Regions from separate parts of the Cyprinus carpio genome. Here region 2 is linked to region 1. Evidence: chromatin contacts called from public Hi-C data. All regions are on one chromosome and are shown on one strand. The core of a region is the stretch at or near the end of the contact, and the rest is flanking DNA. Distances in the headings are between cores, read along the strand shown. Region 1 overlaps LOC109066341 (growth factor receptor-bound protein 10-like). Region 2 overlaps cobl (protein cordon-bleu).

Region 1 (6,491 bases), core at 1,043-3,542:
TAAAATGGTCTTTGTTATAAAATGATCTGTATAACATCTAACATTACTCAGATTTTCTTTTCTTGTTTAACTGATCAACTTTCCCAAAATCTCTGTAAAAGTCCTGTACAGCCAGCAAAGAGGCAACACAGACCTATAGATTGTGGTCCCAGACAAACTTAAAGCATGATATTAGAGGTCTTAGCTCTGTCTGGGCCTTCTGCTAGGTTCAGTCAGACAGAACCACTCTGGCTTCCCCCAGTATAAGTACGGGTTGAACAGTTCCGTCACACTTGGCTAGCTAGAATCCCCACTCATGCTCACATACACACAGTCTTTCTGCCCTTAAGAAAAATTTCAGACTTTTAATGCTAATGCCAATATGCATTGCTTTAGGATTTACATTCAGACTGCAGGAGACCACAAGAAGAGACTAGAAGTCCTTTCTGGTACAAAACTTCATCTGACCATATGATACATAGCAATATATGTATAAACAAAATTCGCACAGAACAGACTAGATAGGCTGTTGGCTCCAAGCTGATCTGTTAAATTATCAGTTAAAAAACAAACAAACAAACAAACCAAAAAAACATTTATTCCAACTAGAAATAATAAATAAATAAATAAATAAATATATAAATAAAATTCTGTTGAAGCATCAGGAATTTAAAAGTGCATGAATACTTATGGAGAATAAATATGAAGAACAAAACTTGAGATGTGGTGTACATGGGAATATAAAAGTAATTATTTTGCTAAATAAACTGGAGATTCTTCTTTAAACTTTTGGATTCCATGTTGTGAATGTTATTTATTTACTTATATTATTTGTATTCTTGTGGTTGATTCTTTTAACAGCATTGGGTAAAATGCCACCGCCAACATTAAAAAAAACAAAAAAAACAACCCTAATTAGTCACAGTTTTTAGGAAAAACTAGTATGATAGACAGATTCAGAATTACGCAAACTAGCTGCAAATTTCCAACAATGTCACTTGGCAGTAGTACCCATGAAGTAGTCAACTACACTAGATGTCTTCTGGGAATAAAACCTATAGTGTAAAAAAAAAAAAAAAATGAGTGGTGTTTGGCAAGCATCACTATTTCCTCACACTTTGGGAAAAAAAAGTTTTAAACATCCTATATTGCCCTATGGATGCCTCAAATCATATAGTTTGTTGAGAAGAGGAAATTAATAATTGTTAGTGATTGTTGTTATAATACAGAATTTATATTTGTCATTTATAACATTTATATTACATTATTACAACTGTATTGTGAATACGTGCAATACTTTAAACAGTCTATGCAAACACACATATGCTACATAAATGCCATATCAGATGTAGCTTTTATTCTATTTGTGTAGTATTAAGATGTTTTGTTGATGAAATTTCATTTGTAACAGTCTATTTTTCTGATTGAAGTATTTGGTAAATCTAAGCATTTGGCATAAAAGGCAATACAAACATTTAATAATTATAACATTGGTCTTCACAAAGGTATTTTTTAAAAAAAAAAAGCCCCTGGAAATCAATGGGCAAATATTGTCCCTTTATAGAAAAGTTCATTTCTGACCATGTGTCCCTGACAAGATTTCCTTCATGCAGGAGTCATACAGGGTCCCAAATTTTTTGAATGTAGTTTCATCATGAAAAATGCTTACAATTAATGATATCTAGATGTTCATCAGCACTGAAATGTGTTTGACCAAAAATGTCAACACACCAGTTCCTTTTTCATTTGGTATCATTCAACAAAGTGATGAGCAACACGGCTGCATGTGTGCGGCATATTCACATTTACATAATAATACAAAACAATCTTGCTCTGGTTCTTGAACATTGTACATAACGTTCAGAAGCCATAAAACTACTGACTCTCTGCAGCCACATCACAGCCAGATTCTGGGTTTCGCGGTCTCGCTCTGAGAACCATCTCCAAATACAAGAGTGCCGCAGGACATTCTGTTCCCAGCTCGTGCTGTGAAAGCTCCAATCAGCGCTGAAAGCGATATCCCACAATCCTTGATCCTACTGCACTCAAACCCAGCCTTTAGTTTTTGTACAGCATCCAAGAGTTCAAAGTGTTCCCCTCTGGTGAGACAGCAGAGAGGCTCTGTTTTGGAAAGGAATGAGTTTTTGAATCGAGTCGCCACCTGTAGTTTACACACGGAGAACGTGGCTCCCAGCTGCCAGTCGCTTTAGATCTAGTTCCGTGAATACAATGGCACAGTTTCAGCTGATCACATGGCAGGGCCACGTCTGTACGGTGCTGTTTTTCTCATAGCCTGTAAACACAGCCGTGACCCTCCCCAGATACGGCAGGGGGTCTTCTGAGGACAAGGAAAGGGCCTCCTCTCTTCTCTTTCATCACAGATTGGGCAATTGCTTTCATTCCTGAAAACGGACGGGAAAATGTTTATACATGTAAACATGTATTGCACCTTAACATGCATCAGACATGGTCTTGTTTTCTAATAAAAAGGTTATTAATTTATTTAAAATTGTATTATATAATGTAACTTGTTTTTAGAGACTATGTAAATTTTTTTGTAACATAAACCTCAATTGTGAAATGTGATTTAAGATATGTAGGTGTATAACTACTAATTGTAACTTTTTAGATATTTTACTGGGAAAAAATACTGATTTACAGTTTAATGAAATTCCTAGACAACATTTTGGAGGGATCGCCTATTTTCCAGGCCTGTTCTGTCAGACTTAAACTGGTTTATTCCTTCATGGATAATAAAATGTGTGTTTTTTTGTGTGTGTTTGTGTGTGTGTGTGTGTGTGTGTGTTTGTGTGTGTGTGTGTGTGTGTGTGTGTGTGTGTGTGTGTGTGTGTGTGTGTGTGTGTGAGAGAGAGAGAGAGAGAGAGAGAGAGAGAGAGAGAGAGAGAGAGAGAGAGAGAGTGGTGTGACTAATATAAAAAAAAATGCTTTTAGCATGACCGCTTTATTGGCTTCTGTCTCAGCAGGATAATGTAGACCGAGCTGCCAATCACAGACAGGCGGATTTAATTGGACCAGGTTTTCAGCAGTCAACCAATCGGAATTCACCCAGCCATCAAGGTCAGTGAACTAATAATTTGCATGCACACTTCATAAATTCCTTAAAATAAGATACCCTGGCTGCTGTGTTTGTAATTTTTTTAATTTATTTTTTTTAATACTTTTTTTATGGTTATGGTGTATGTTCTTAATATCCCAAACAGAGGTAAAGCATTTTTAATAGATGTCCAGAATTGCTTCTAGTTTAATAACTCACACAATTAACAAGTGTGTGTGCATACTTGATTATGGGCAGGGGCCATCTGTCTCACACACTTGGACTTGGGTGGGGGCTGTCTGTCGTAGACGCCTTTTATAGTTGGAGACTTGCTCATTAAGTTCAAACTGGGATCTATATTCAGGCGTTTCCGCTGTAAACACTCCAGCAGTTCAAAGGCTTGATTTGTAAAGACACAGGGTGCCACTCATTAAGCCTCCAACCAAATTGTGCCATACAAAAATACAGAGGCATGATATTTGGAGCATGAGATTTAAGCACAATATCGCCTCAGCATGGGATGTAGAGCCTGAAGTTTTTTTTTTTTCTTTCTGAAAATCTGATGTTGTCATTGAAGTAAATGGAGCAGAAATTTTTCATTTAGGACTTTTCAGAGTGTGCTGAAAAAATCCTCACAGCTGTGACTACACTAAACTATTGGCTCTGATAATTTAAAGGCCCTTAGTATTTCATTTGCTGAGTGGTGTTTGTCAAACACAGTTACACACATTTATACATATATTCTATTGATTGGTGGATTTTTAACACTGTTTAATAATGTTTATTCAGAGTATTATATAAACACTCTTATCACACAACTAAATGAATGAATGTATATATATAAAAAAAAAACTAGAAAAAATTGCAAGAGTTTGTTCCCATGTCTGTTCTTTGACCCTGCAGTTTTTATACTCCACTGAAAACAACAAACTGTGACAACAAAGGTCTTATTTTGGGATGTCGGAATGCAGATAAAAATAGATGAGAAGTATTTTGTACGTCAAATCTCAGATTGAGGCCAGAAATATTCATTGCTGTGTCGAAATCCCATGTGACAATTACTGCTATGATTTTGCAGCTTAAAACCTCTCACATTCTTATAATCTTTTAATAGAGTTAAAGACCACACTCTATTGTTTGCTACGAAGTTAACTGGCTTATGAAGTTTATTGAAACTGAGGTGCTTTATTGAAATGTGACATTGTAGGCTTTTAGCTCAAATGGATTACATTCGACGGGTCAAAGTAAATGTTTTGCTTTCTGGAAGTGTGTGGGGTCTGTCATTGATCCTCTCTCATGAAAGGAGCATTCAAAACTGAATGGCAATGAAGTTACATTATTAACTATAAGTGTTATTCAGCTAAGGTTTTTAGTAAGAATGCATGATTAATATTTATATGTGGTTTTGTGTTCTGCAGAAGAAAGACTAGCAGTCATGCAGTTTTTAGTATGAGGTTTTTTTTTTATCAGTTTAATTGAGATATTTATCTGGAGATATTTATTAGTTCTGGCCTTGAAACTGAAAGGCTGGATCGGACCACTGCAGAGTTATTCAAGGTTTTCCTTTGTTGAGGTCGGTGCGTCTCCTTCACGGCATGGTTCTGATGGACCCTTGGGCAGCAATATCCAGGGTTTTGCATTCTTTAGAAGAAAGAGAGGTTTTAGTGTGGTGGGCGGATGGGGCTTATAAGATTATGGAAGGTGAGGTATATGAAACTCTGATTAGATTGATGTTTCCCAAGAACAGGCCCTGATCCCCATTATTGTTTTTCCAGATTTTCCCTCTCTCTACTCACACTCTGCTCTTGGACTGCCAGGGGCATTTTTACCCATCATTCTCTCTTTGACTACTTTTACATGCACACCAAAAAAACTGCTTATTGCAAGAAAGCCATTCAGGACACGAAAGCGGCATATAGAAATTAAATGTATGTCATTTAATTACCCTGTCATTTCAAACCTTTATAGCTTTCTTTTGTGGAATGAAAAAGAAGATATTTTTTTAAGAATGTTGGTAACTGAAGAGATTTGGTTACCATTGACTTCTATTAAATGGACAAAAACACGTTCATGTTCCACAGATAAAAAGGAAGACATACAGTTTTGTAATGAGGGTGAGTAAATGTTGACAGAATTTAGTTTTTCGGGTGATCTGTCCCTTTAACCCACATATACGGTGAGTGCAATACCATCAGTAAACTGTTTTCTCTGTACCTTTATGTTACTTTAGCTATTCATATGGCAGAATTCCACAGACAAAATGTAGTCATCTCATTAGGAATTTTTTGGGAAGGACAAGTGAGACGAAAAATTTCCTTTCATTGATTTTACATCGGCTTCAAGTTTGTTGAGCTGTTAGCAGTTTTGTTGTGGACTATATCTTTAATGGTCACACTTTATTATAAGGACTAATTCTCACTATTGACTAACTATCGACTACTAGTTTGATACTTTTTGACGCCTTTAATGATGTTCTTTTTATCTTTTTCGGAATGTGACAGATCCCATACCCATTTACTTTATGGTACTGTATATGTTGGAGGATCAGGATCACCCTGCATCTCCATTATCTGTCAAAAACAAAACTCAGCTTCATATTTCTAATCCTTCTCCTACTCCTTCTCTATATGAATCCCCCACCCTATATATCTTCCTCCTTCCCTACTGTCCACCCCTCCAGTATGGTGCTTATATGAAGGCACTGTATTGTTTGGCCAACTTGGGAATTCTTTAGAGTGCTGACTATATCTGTGAAAAGACTAGCTCCACTGCCTCCTTTCACATACATTCGTGTGTGTTTTTTGAGGCACATACCCCCCCCCCCAAGGGTCTTCTACGAGACGCTCCTGCCCAAGCGACTCCTCCTTTCTCCTTTTATTTCACCCGTCTCTTTGTTCACTCACAATTTGCATGTTAATTGTCACCAGCTGGATGGTCTAATGGACTCAGTCGTAAACATGGTGCTATAAAACATGTTTTTAAACTTTTGCATTTGTCTTTAACAGTCTGGCATAAATTATGCCAGCAAATTAGCAAAAATTAGCTCATGTGCACTATTGCTAAAGTGAACCCATATGGAAATCACTGACATATCAAGGGTGTGTTTCAAGCATCACCCTTTACTAATTGTTGGAAATCTTTTAATTAGACAAATATCTAAGGCCTGGTAAATACCCGTCCCAGATGATCCAATTATAAGTGAGCAGTCAAGACATATTGACACTGGTATTAACATGTTAAAATGTGTACTGCTTTTAAGGCATAACCAGCTATGTTTAAAGGGGTTAGTTGACCCAAAAATTACAACTTTGTCAGAATTTATGGAAATGTCATTCCAAACCCATAAGACTTTCATCTTTGGAATACAAATACATAGAGCACATCAAATAACAGCAGCTCAAACCTGCTTGATTGATGCCCAAGAACCAATGAGGTTTGTTATTATGCAAACACTGTT
Region 2 (6,491 bases), core at 2,300-4,799, 110 kb before region 1:
TATTGAAAAGGATATTTCACAGAAAATATTTTTTTTGGTGAGCTAATACATAGTATGTTTTAAATGTCAATATGAACCTCTGTCTTTCTTCACATCTGTTTCTCTTTCTGTCATCACATAGAAAACGGTGCGTTTGGTGGTGAACTATCACCGCAGTCAGAAGGCCGTGGTTCGAGTAAATCCATCAGTCCCCCTGCATACCCTGGTGCCCGTGATCTGTCAGAAGTGCGAGTTTGACCCGGCCCATGTCTTGCTGTTCAAAGACAATATCAGCCACCAACAGCTGGACTTGGACAAGTGCCTGAGCGAGCTGGGTATCAGGGAACTCTATGTCCTGGATCAAACACTAGGTACGGGATAAAAAATGTCAGGACACCACAGTTGAAAATGATTGTGCTGCTTAATAATATTGTGGAAACTATGATACACTTTTTCTTTCCCCAGTGTATAGAAAGTTCAAAATATGGGGAGATTTGCCACAATAAACACTTTTGGTGGCGTGTTGGGAAGCAATATTATGTCCAATGGAAACCTTTGATATAAAGAACAGCTAAGAAACCACAAGTTTAGATTAATTTAGATTTTAGTTATTTCATTGGCAGGTCTAATACTTCCTGTTCAGACACACTTATAGTATCTTTGTTTAGCCAGTGCTATTATTACTTAACATACGCAAACACAGCATGCACTAAGCCTGTGACATTTCACTGTCCTTCACTGTCTAGCCAAATGTGATAAGATTTCTATTCACTTTTATTTGCCTTCAAATGTTATACTGGTTTGATTGTTTCCAGTTCTCCAGCCTAAAATGGCTTCATCACCTGCTCTGAACTACTCAGGTACTGATGCCATGTGCATGACTTTGGCTGAATAGTTGTCACAGTGGCTTAACAGTATGTGTAGTTCAACTGTCTTGAATGTGCTGAGTCTGCTTCCTGTCATAGAACATGCTGGAGCTTTTTTGAATTGAGATGGCCTGGTCAGTAGATATTATACAAGACTTGCAGTGCATATATTTATGTACTCATCTTTCATGCTTATTGTTACTGTGATGCTTTCATTCTCAATGCATTTGTCTTCAGAGAAACCTGTTACTTGTCCTGGTAATTCTTCTTTAGGTTTTGTAGAGGCTTTAGTGTTTTTCATCTGATTTTGTTGGCTTAGAGCGACATCTATTGCCAGAATCTTGTACTGCATTTTGTGCATTGTGTGCTATTTATTTTTTTGCCTCACACTAATGTTCAAAAATATGGTGTTTGTAACTTTTTTTTATTTTTAAAGTGTCTCATGCTCAACAAGGCTGCATTTATTAATCAAAATAACAGTAAAACAGTAATGCCTTGAAATATTTTATATATTTAATTTAAAATAACTTTTTATTTGAATATATTTGAATGTAGCCTAATTTATTTTTGCTTTTTAATATTTTGGTGAACATGATACCAAGGCTAAATACTAAACTCACAAAAAACTTTAACGCTACTGGTTTGCTGGCGTGCAAGCACTAGAATTTATTCTGGATATGCTAATTTTATATCTTCTATAATCTATTGTTCTCATTAGCCAGCTCAAAATTAACCGCTTCAACTAAAGTAACATTGCTTGACTCAGTTCTACATTATAATAGTTGCTTCTGCGTGTTTGTGTAAGATGCTGAACGAATGTGTTTCTCTTACAGCTGAATCTCTTCACTCCAACAGTCTGAGTGGATCGGAGAAAAAGGGTCTGCTAGGCTTCCTGAAGTTTAATCGCAGGAAATCAAAGGTAGAACACAGGCTCACATGTGTATGATTGGACACACACAAGTGTCCATTCATATTTTTGTCTGTTTAAACCTCTACAGTGCTGTATGTTAGAATGCTGCATGTCCAAAAATATATAGACGTAGAGCAATTAACACTTGGATATGCTGGGGGAAACTAATGCATATTGCAAAATATGATGAAAAAGAAACATGTTGTTGATATTTCAGTGTTTGAACCCTGCATTGCATGGTTTTCATTGATATTATGAGTCTGCCTGCCATGCTAGTGTACATTCCCATTTCAGACTGAAGATCAGTCCTCTGAGGACATGGACAGTCTTGATGATGATAGTGTTGTTGACAATGCAGACACTAACATTAATGTAAGTACTAACCCATGTAACTGTCTCTTACTAATACACTCTCATCTTTCCATCTGTCACAGTTTTCAGTCTTTAACACAATTATACTGCCTGCAGGTTGATTACTTTTTGTTCTTTTCACAAAATCTGTGCCAAATAGCACCATGCTCTTTTGTGATTCATTGTTATTTATTATGTCAATGAGCAAACTTATCTCTTAATTATATAAAAAAAGAATAGTTCTGAACCAGAACTCAATGATAAAATGCTATAAATAATATAATGTTTAATGTTTAATAAAATTATAAATTTAAATTATAATAATAAAAGGTTTATCTTAAAATGAAAATTTGTGTTTTTAATATTTGTATAAAAATTAGCTACTTAAAACTACTAATGAAAGTTTTACAGAAAATCTGCACTCCATTAAATGTATTTTTTTTCCAGGTTTCACCTCTAGGTGTCAGTAATTACTTGGGCAAAAAAGTGATCTTCAGGAGTGCTCAAGCACATTTATTTACACAGAGCCATGTTATAATATGTGATAAATGCCATATCAAATTTAGCTTTCTTCTGGGTACAAATTTGGCTCCATTATATGGTTAATTAGCTGCATTCATACACACTTGATCCTTCAAATATCTTTATTTCTACACCCACATTGCTATGTTCCTCCATCTTCCTCCTTTCAGAGAAGCACACCCTGTTCTTGAAGACACTCAGACACATGCGCTGAACAACTTGGTTGTCCATAATTTATTATGGACGTTATTTTATGTTATTTATTATAGTTATTTTCTTCCTATCTCTGATCGGCCTGCCAAACAGCCTTTTTACGAAAGGCCTTGCTCTGCCCTGCTCTACGTGCTCCCTGCCTGTAAATACACAAGTTCAGGTAGAATCTCATCATAAACAGAGCCAAGAGCCATTTTCAACACGTCTCAGTAACTGATTTCCAATTATGTAACCCGCTAATAGCCATTCCCACATTGAACATTCCGTTCTAAGGGCAGAGAGGGGTGAGAGAAAAAGGCTGAACTTCTGCAGCGAGGTTGTGTAGTCTAATGAAAGCGATCAGAGCAGTGGCTACTGTAGGAGAACTGTGATTATTTTGTCTTAGTGCTCTTCCAGGTGTCAGTGTGTTTGTTTGTGCAGGTGTGCGTGTTTGTGTCTCTTAAGTTTTTTATGTCTAGTTTGGATCATATGTCTGTTCGTTACTCTGCCTTCTTCTCAAGTCAAGCTGCAAGACTGCATACTTTCTTTCTCTCTCGTTCCAACCGACAGCTGAGCTCTCACTCAAACACTCATGCAAGGTCCTGGAAGATCCGGTGTCGTTCCTGTCAGTGTTTGCCAGATCACTCTGCTGTCTCTTAAAGGAACATCCGCTCTGTCCTTTCCACACCTCTGTGTGTTTTTTACGTGAAAAACCCTACTTCTCAGCATTTGTTTGTAAGGTGAAGTGTGTAATTTGTGTGCCATTAGTGGCCACAAATTTAAATTGCAAAAATAATGTTTTTTTTTCAACGGATTTCCCAGATATTTTTACCATCCCTTCCTGTCTAAAATTGTTTGAGTAAACAGGTAGTCACACCTCAATGTCACACCAAACAAACATATTTTTTTGTAAAAAAAAAAAAAAAAAAAGAAAGGCCATTGTGTTCACCTTTGTTAGGAGTAGATGAATGGCTTACTTGTAGCTGTCTCTGCCACGGTTGGCCGAAATTCAGTATTTAAAGTCAAAATGAAACGGAAGTAGCAACAGATCTTTTGTTCTGTATTGCGCAGTACATATTGTGATTAGTGTAATGGATTATTGAAAAACAACAATAACAAAAAACGTGGGACAGGGATATGGTTTCATCCATCGATTGATGATTGGATTTTGAAATGTTGGCGTTGAGTTCCCAAATACTGTAGATGCAGATGAATGCAAGCTTGCATGGTTGGAAAAGTGTGGCATACGTCGCTATAGAGAAGTATATCATTTCACCAGAAAATCAAGGTTTAACATTCTGAATAAAAAATATGAAATCAAGATGATTTGATTGCACTATATGACGTAATTTTCCAATATTTAGAATTTTCTCAAAAACCTACTTTTTCGAACTCCTCCTAGGCCGTTGTTCTGATTTTCACAAACCAGATAATCTTCAGACCATTCTGACAAAAATGTATGGAATTGAAGTTCGTTCTCGAATAACACGTGAACAAATTTGACGAAGAGCATCCAAAAATGGATGTAAGGCTTTATCTCTGCAATGGTGTAGCATATTGAGACCAAACTTGGTGTATGTTATGATGACCATGACCTGAGGCCACCTGCATAGTTTCGGCGCAGCACCACCTAGTGGTTAGGAGATATGAAAACAAAATTGGTCTCTTTAGATTTGGTGCAGCATGCCGAGTTGAACCATACCCAGTTTTCCAATGTCAGCCATTTTGGGCTTTGGCTATTTTGAATTTTGTCATAAAATGCTATTTTTTACGAATGCATTGAATCCTTATGAAACTCGGTATGTGTCCCTGATGGTCCTTAAAAAGTTTTGGGGCAGCACCACCTTGTGGTCAAAAGTTATAATGAAATTTTCAAAAATGCTAATAACTTTTGATTAAATTGGCCTATTGTAATGAAATCTAACTGGTCTAAAAATATTTGTTGGGTTATGCCGAGAACATAGATACCAGTTTTGCCATAGTCGACCAAATTGCCTTTAATTGCTGCTTGCAGCTATATTTAATTTTGTATTTATTTCCTGATTAGCCCAACTGATTACACATTTCTCTAAATATTAAAATTTTTTAATTCTGTTGTTTGCAATGTTTATAGAAGTTTAAAAAAATGTAATAGGAGATAAATTTGATAATTTAATAGGAGCTACAACCAAAAAAGTGTACTAATGGTAAAATGGGTACTCTGATGGTAATCTAATGGTAATTTGAAAATTTCATAGCGCATCAAAAAAAAATATGTTTGCAACAGGGTTATGACTTTTTTGAAATTCAGTCCATTTTACTTATACTTCAATAGATGGAAATTCAAATTACAGTTCTGCATTCTGTTAACTACCTCAATTCAATTCATTCGGAAATTAAATTGATTCTGAGTTCAGCAAGTCAAGTCAAGTGACCTTTATTTATATAGCACTTTATACAATGCAGATTGTGTCAAAGCAGCTTTACAGTATTAAACAGAAAAATAGTGTTGATAATATTTAGTGATGTCATCTTCCAGCTCAGTACAGTTGAAATAGTATCTGTGCAATCAAGTTGTAGTAAAGTAGGAGAATGTATTTCAACATCTAACAAAATGACACAACATTTCACTTTTAATGTCAGGTGTATATATGTATTTGCTTCCAGAAATTACTCATTGGTGTAAAACTTAATTTTTGTTGACAAATCAATACAGTATTAACACCTCTAAATCTTGCTAATGAAAGCTGTATAAAACACAGGAAACATGGACGATAATGGCATTATTTGTATAAAATCATCTTGTTCTAATGTCCCTATTCTTTAATTTTCTTTCTCCTCACCTTCCCTCACTCAGTTCTGCTTCTCAATAATTGCACAAAGTCTAACTACACATTGTGCTAACTTTGTAAACATTTATAAATTTGCCACAAGAGAATGATTTCAAGACATCCCTAAGCTCGTAGATTTGCATAGCAGCAGAATAAGAAGATATCGGCTTCACAATTGTTGTGGTTTAGTATTTGTCTTAAGTCCCTCCCTGTTAACCGTCTTCTCAGGGCAGCTGCTTTATGGTGTGTAAACGTGGGGTCATGACCGGGGTAAAGCCCTCAGAACTCAGCCACTCTCCAGGAGCAGGTCGTGACATTTTCAGCCCAAATGTTATTGATTTGCTGTCCTCTGTTAAACCTGCTGCCCTTTAAATGGCATCGTCTTGGAGCTCTGAACTAACAATCATTTTCTGCCTTACCTTCCTCCCCTAAGAAGCTGTATTGGGGATCTACTGCTTTTTACACTGTAGGAATACTGTTACACACACATACAGGATTTTAAGAGTATGATATGCCACAAAATAAGAAAAATATATACAATAAGTTTATTTATAATAGGGCTGCATGATATTGGAAAAAACTCACATTGTGATATTTCGTTTTTCTGCGATATATGTTGCGATATGAAAAAAAAAAATCACCAGGGGCCTCATGTATAAAACTTTTTATGTAGATTTCATCCTAAATGTGTGTGTATGCACAAAACCTAGATTTTGCGTACGTACAAAAGTTTTCATATTTATAAAGCCATGCGTATGCCAGAACCTGTGCAAAATTCTCTTTGTAATTCAGAGTCAGCGGAAGATTGTGCGTACATGAATCTCCACCCCGTCGCCTCCCCAAAATAGCCATTTATGGAGC

The links. A called contact is a pair of places that touch in the nucleus more often than the background predicts.
Region 2: a contact with region 1 is called in a Hi-C map of skeletal muscle, with 4 times the contacts expected there. The contact joins two enhancer-like sites. A contact is called at or near these places in 2 of 8 Hi-C or Micro-C datasets (both in skeletal muscle).

Annotation. Positions count from the first base shown.
Region 1 is chrB16:7,252,257-7,258,747 of ASM1834038v1, reverse strand. It overlaps LOC109066341 (growth factor receptor-bound protein 10-like), which reads left to right. Exons shown (of 18, transcript XM_042740500.1): 3 at 2,961-3,057. Among protein-coding and RNA genes, the nearest start is that of LOC109066341, 42 kb to the left of the region's middle. Within about 2 kb of position 2,292, at least 3 of the 8 cell types and tissues checked have an H3K27ac peak or open chromatin away from gene starts, as enhancers often do. A contact at or near this core is called in skeletal muscle, where this site is marked.
Region 2 is chrB16:7,360,184-7,366,674 of ASM1834038v1, reverse strand. cobl (protein cordon-bleu) reads left to right here. Exons shown (of 16, transcript XM_042740501.1): 5 at 122-350; 6 at 1,679-1,764. Among protein-coding and RNA genes, the nearest start is that of cobl, 59 kb to the left of the region's middle. Within about 2 kb of position 3,549, at least 1 of the 8 cell types and tissues checked has an H3K27ac peak or open chromatin away from gene starts, as enhancers often do. A contact at or near this core is called in skeletal muscle, where this site is marked.